2 separate regions of the Hordeum vulgare genome follow, and region 2 is linked to region 1. The links are chromatin contacts, called in public Hi-C maps. All regions are on one chromosome and are shown on one strand. The core of a region is the stretch at or near the end of the contact, and the rest is flanking DNA. Distances in the headings are between cores, read along the strand shown. Region 1 holds the start of LOC123452175 (protein transport protein sec23-1). Region 2 holds the start of LOC123452178 (calmodulin-like protein 4).

The links. Hi-C and Micro-C count contacts between places; a contact is called where the count stands out from the background.
Region 2: a contact with region 1 is called in a Hi-C map of seedling, with 5 times the contacts expected there. The contact joins the promoter of LOC123452178 here to the promoter of LOC123452175 in region 1. A contact is called at or near these places in 2 of 6 Hi-C or Micro-C datasets (leaf and seedling).

The regions. Positions count from the first base shown.
Region 1 is chr5H:524,798,718-524,801,768 of MorexV3_pseudomolecules_assembly, forward strand. LOC123452175 (protein transport protein sec23-1) reads left to right here and starts at 1,438. Exons shown (of 2, transcript XM_045128778.1): 1 at 1,438-2,101. The coding sequence starts at 1,514.
Region 2 is chr5H:525,048,466-525,051,751 of MorexV3_pseudomolecules_assembly, forward strand. It overlaps LOC123452178 (calmodulin-like protein 4), which reads left to right and starts at 1,881. Exons shown (of 4, transcript XM_045128781.1): 1 at 1,881-2,084. The coding sequence starts at 2,009. LOC123452177 (probable histone H2A variant 3) reads left to right here. Exons shown (of 3, transcript XM_045128780.1): 3 at 231-755. The coding sequence ends at 527.

The sequences.
Region 1 (3,051 bases), core at 188-2,687:
CATGATGAGTTGACATTAATTTGGTTTTAAATAATTAAGTAAATGAGGATCAACTATTTTTTTAGAAAGTGGGGATCAAGTTTTCTTTACACTAGGTGTGTGCGCGTGCGTTGTCATGGGTCAAATATTTTTAACACAATAAGAATATCTTACGGGACAAATCCCGATGAAAAGAAATGTAAAAGAAGATTATATGTTGGTTACAAAGTATATATTTTCTAACTTTTTTAAACTGATAAAATAGGTACGTGCCCATAATTAATCTATTTTATTAGATTACAAATACCAAATATAATAGATTGACTTTTTGTTTGAACGCAGTTCACACGCAAACACTTATATATACGTGCATACACTTTCTTATATGAACGCACTCGTACATATTGTATATACTTATAAGCACCTTTGAAAGACCGAAGCGACATATCATCTTGAAATTTTACGAAGTCATCACAAGTGCTCCTTCCACTCAACGTGCGTGCCGGAATCCTAAAATAAATTGTGTATAAATGCAAGTATCATGACCTCACCCGGTGGGTTGGGATAACACTAACCATCCAACTATAGATTGATTCACAATATAACAGATTGATCGATACTGTATTTATTTGCTTCTCGGTTGTGAATTTATTGCTATTTATTTGGTTCTCACATATCTATGATCATGAACTTATTCCTATACCATAATAAGGGGATGATAATCCATAAAAAAAATCGGATGAATGGTTGAACAAATGGGTGATGGGAAGAAAAAGTGAGACTGCATGTCTCTTAGGGCCAGTTCTTTTCGTAGCTTCTAGAATAAGCTAGCTTATTCTAGAAGCTCAATGAAATATATATTTTTAGAATCCTACTAATTAAGTCTTGATTGTTAGGTTTCTAGAAAAACATTTTTAGTTGGGCTTCTAGAATAAGCTGGGTAGGGGGCAACTTATTCTAGAAGCCCAAAAAAACTACCAAAAGAACTGGCCCTTATACATTGACACGCTAAAATCTTCAGAGTTTCTGTATGTAATCGTCGTGATTTACATCATCTTTTAATTTATTGTTATTTTGATAAGTCAATAAAACATGAGATGATTGATTTCATTTTGAAGAAAAATGATGAGAGGAAAATCAGAGATTATAGGAGAGAAACGTTCAAAGAGGAGAAAGGAAGAGTGAGGTGTATATAAAGAGGTTGAACAAAGGAAAGTTGTATCGAGAACCTACAATTTTTTTGTAAGCAGTAGACAGAGATAGAGTTAAAATACATATGATTTGCATCAGCCGTGCCTTTCAGAACTCTTAAGAAAGCGGACAGAGAGGGCTGGCCGTCAGATTTCAATCCAACGGTTCCTACGGACCGCAGAGAAAAGAGGCAGGGGGGCGGACGGAACGGAACAGCCAAGCAGCAGGTTGGGGAAAAAGAAAGGAAAGCAGAGCAAACGGCAGAGGGCCGGAGAAGAAGATACCAAAACCCTAGTCGCCACGCCACGCCACCGCCGGCAATCCCGATTCGGCTCCGATTCCGATGGACTTCGCGGAGCTGGAGGCCGTGGAGGGCCTCCGCTGGCCGTGGCACTCGTGGTCGCCGACGCCCTCCGCCGCGGAGGCGCTGGTCGTCCCCACCGCGGTGCTCTGCACGCCGCTCCACCCGACGGCGCCCGACCTGCTCCCGATCCTCCCCTACCCGCCCCTCCGCTGCGCCTCCCCGTCCTGCGCCGCTGCCCTCAACCCCTTCTCCCGCGTCCACCACGCCTCCGCCCGCTGGTCCTGCTCCTTCTGCGGCTCCATGGCCAACCCCTACCCGCGCCACATCTCCCCCGACTCCATCCCCGCCGAGCTCTTCCCCACCCACTCCAGCGTCGAGTACACGCTCCCCCCGGACCCCGCCGAGGTGGACCCGCCCGCAATCGTCTTCGTCGTCGACGCGGCCACCGCGGGGGACGAGCTCGCCGCGCTTAAGGCCGAGCTGCTCAGGGTCGTGCAGGGGCTGCCCGAGAGGGTCAGGGTGGCGCTCGTCACCTTCTCGGCGTCGGTGTGGGTGCACGATCTCGGCTTCGAAGGCTGCGCCAGGGTGGTCGTGTTCAACGGGGAGCGGGAGCTCGAGTCGGATAAGGTCGGTGAATTCTGAATTTCTGATGTGATCCTACTATCCTGGGGTGTTGCGTAGTTAGATTATATATATATATATATATGCTTATTGGCGAAACGGATCAGTGCACTGTGCAAGCTGTATAGTCAGAATCACATTTAGTCCCACTGTTTTTGCCTGAAAAAGTAATATAAACATGTTATATGGGGTAAAAAAAGAACAGTTTCTGATTCTAAGCATTGCATATATTGAATTAAACCTCCCACATCAATGGGGATCTTACCTTGCCTAAAAGACCTAAGCTTCCCCGAATGTCCTGTTTAGTAAACTGCTTATAAACAAGCTCAAGTGAACCTACTGAACAAAATCACAAGACAGAGAACAGTTCCTAGAGGGAAGCCAGGCTTATATGGGTGGGGGGGGGGGTTTAGATATCTTGTTTTCTGAATTCCAGGTTGAATGAACATCGTAAATTAAGGCCCCCCAGTTTGCGGTTGCTGAACTTACTTATATATATAATCTGCTGTGAGTAATACCCATGAAATCACATTTTTTTTGTTAAACATAGGGTAATTGACAAAAGTGGGATCATCATAATCCACTACATTCTGAGTGGTCTTAAAGTTTTGCTCTGCAGCCTTGTTATATACGAATGCAGGTTTTTTTTTCGTCTTCCAAGATTATTCTTGTCGGATGTTTGACTCAAGAGTTTCAGCATTTGGGCCTCTAGGATAGTAACATGATGCTCATATCCATTAAACTAGAGTTAGCCTGGCCCCTTTTTGTACACGAGAATCGGAAATTTTAAAATTGAACAGCAAGATGGGATTTTCAGTATCTAATCAGTGACTCATGCAAATTGTTTTCTGGATGGCGAATGATATGTTTGTTTCACATCTGTATATTCAATTGGGTCAGTCACAGACTCACCACTGTCGTCATCAACTGATCACTTCTGGTAACTGATATTCTTT
Region 2 (3,286 bases), core at 631-3,130, 250 kb after region 1:
GGTCCATTGTTTTCAAAATTATGAATATTATTTGTATTGGCCTTGCACTTAGCAGCATGGGTGCTGCCTAGGTTGGTAGGTCCTGTTAGTCAGATGTTTTGACGAAATCCTACCAAGACACTTGATTTGGGGTGTTTGCATCCCTTGATTTAATGTTATTGCTATGCAATTCTTGTCTAAACATTTAGACATGCTCCCGTGTACTAATTTATGGCTGTGCGATATTTCAGTTCCCTGTTGGCCGTATCCATCGTCAGCTGAAGCAAAGGACCCAGGCGAATGGCCGCGTTGGTGCTACTGCGGCGGTCTACTCTGCTGCTATCCTCGAGTACCTGACGGCCGAGGTTCTGGAGCTGGCTGGGAACGCTAGCAAGGATCTGAAGGTGAAGCGTATCACCCCTCGTCACCTGCAGCTGGCCATCCGTGGAGACGAGGAGCTTGACACCCTCATCAAGGGCACCATTGCTGGTGGAGGTGTGATCCCACACATCCACAAGTCCCTGATCAACAAGTCCTCCAAAGAGTGAAAATAAAAAAATAGAAAAGGAGCATCTCTAGCTTAAACTGGACATTTTCTCAGTCGTCTGTGAGATAAGTTTATCGTGTCGTTTAGCGTTTAGCTGTGCTCCTTCCAGATCAAAGTTGTTGTCCGTCTGTGTAATGTTTCCCTGGTACCGATTGAGTCATTTGGACGTGGTGTTTATGTTTGTTCGTTAACTCTGTGATAGACTCTCAATGCAAAAACCTTTTAAACATGTTGTGAGTAATAGTTGGCTCTCATCTATTCCATTTTGGTAGCTGTTTTCGTTCTGTTCTTTTTTTGTAGTTGTTCTCGTTTTTTTTCTTGAGTTGTTTTTCGTGTTTGGTTTTGTCAGTAGAATGGGCTAAGTTCGGAGCAGACGAATTAGGGATGGTCAGTCTATCTGAATTTGAAGTACATTGATTGATTTGGGGCTGCAGGTTCCTGTTTTGTCTGTCTGCCAGCGTTGAACGATTGGTTCTGCTGCTGCGTGTGCAGTATGCTTGCCTGTAACACGCTTTCCTTCTCCCGTTTGTTAAGGCTGGTCACAATGGGGAGGAACTTAGCAGTAACATCACACACTCTAATACAACTTTGCTTATGTGGCACGTATTTAGTGAAGAGAGAGGTGCTTGTGGTAACTAGCTAAGTTACCGGAACATCACACACTCTAAGAAACAATGAGTCTATAGCCTAATAAATGCATTGTTGCATGACACTACATACATGTTACTCCCCATTGTGGAGGTAGGAACATAGTCTAGGAAAGCGTGTATGTTCCTACCTTATGTTACTCTCCATTGTGACCAGCCTAAAATACTTCATTTACTCCTTTTTGTAGATCAATCAGGTTTCGAATGTTTGGCCAACTCCCCTATTTTCCCATTCAAGGACAGGCCCGGTGCATCGACTTGTGCCCAGAGCCAGAGGTCCTGAATTCGACGCGGCCTCTCTGCACTGCGTTGTGCACGGGGTAAGTAAGACCAGAACTGACGTGGAAGGTTCGAGCACAGGGCCTGTCATTTCCAACCGTGAACAATATTGCTGCATCATTCGACGAATGAAATAGCCTATTCCCCAAATGAAATCCACATTCACTTCCTATGCGATCCTTGTGCCCATCGTCTGTCCCTCCCTCAAGGCAACGAGATCGAGATCGGGACTGCTGTTGTGGTCGCTGTCGTGAGCACCGCGAGGGGAGGGGGAAAGCGCAGGAAATGGCCTGGAAAACCACGAGACCCAGCGCCAAGTCTTTCCACAGGCCCGCCCAGTAGGCGAGCGCGTGTGCGTCCCTGTCCGTCTCCGAGCACACCGAGGTCATCTTTATTTATCTACCCGCCCCCGCCCCCGCCCCCCTTCTACCTAGCTTCCCTCCTCTCCTCTCCTCTCTTCTTCTCCATATACCGTGTGCTACCCTACCTCCTGCCTTTCCGCTTCCCCTTCTTGCTCCAGCTCCACTGACGTTAGTCCAGAGGCTGCGGCGCGCTCATGGAAGAAGCGCTGACGGGGGAGCAGATGGCGGCGTTCCAGGAGGCCTTCTCGCTCTTCGACAAGAACGGCGATGGTTCGTCTGCTTCCATCTCTCTCTCCACCCTTCTCCTCCATTTCTTTGTTCCCTCTTCTTGCCTTCTTGGTCATTGCTGGATTTTGTAACCAATGCTAGTTTTCTTCTTCTTTCTGTTTCATCTTTTTATCTGTTGTGGACTACTAGAATTCAAGATGGCTTTCGTAGCCACAGCTCAACTTATTCGTTGCTGAGAGAGAAATCATCATACTCTATCTCCATAGAGACGGAAAAACTCGTCGATACAAAGCACGCAGCCCGAGCCTGGACCATAAGATGGGCTCATGATCTGCATTAGAGCAACCAGATAGATCGATGATCGTCTAGAGCTCACCAGCAGGGTTCGCTTTATGACTAATTTCAGATATTAGAGCCCTGTTTTTTTCTCAGTTTCTAAATATAAGTTTTTTTTTTGCGGAAAGTTTGTAAATATAAGTCTTCTTAGAGATTTCAAATAGAAACTACTCCCTCCGTCCCAAAATAACTGTCTCAAGCTTAGTACAACTTTATACTAGAGCTAGTATAAAGTTGAGACAGTTATTTTGGGACGGAGGGAGTACATATGAAGCAAAATGAGTGAATCTACACTCTAATATATGTCTATATACATCCGTATGTAGTCCGTATTGAAATCTCTAAAAAGACTTATACTTAGGAACGGAGGGAGTAGATTTCTTTCGCTTTTGGGCATGTTTGTGCTACTGTAGCCCCAGCAAAACTCTTATTTACTTTGCTCGCACTTGAATTGCTTGTATGGACTTGGTTGGTGATGTATGTATCTATAAAATGGGGGCCAAAACCAAAAACTATTTCAAGAACAAATGATGGATTTCTGTGGGAAATTTTAAACCCCAGTCCGGCAATTCAAAGACATTGGTCGCAGGAAAAGAAAACCCTACTGGATTTCATCCCAATAGAAAATAAATTACTACCACTATAGCCCTGTTTGAATCCATGGGCTAGAGTTAGTTTGAGCTAGTTTGGGTTCAACTAGCCCTAAAATATCCAAACATAAGGGTTAGATTGGAGCTAGTTGCATCTAACCCACCCAAAAAAACTATCCCATCCAAGAGGTGCTAATTGGAGCTAGTTCTCATGGGGTTCATTAAAAAATATTTTTTTCTCTCTCTCCCACTAGCCAAGAGATGCTAATTGAAGCTAGTTCTCATGGGGCCTATTAAAAAATCACTTTTCTTTTTCCA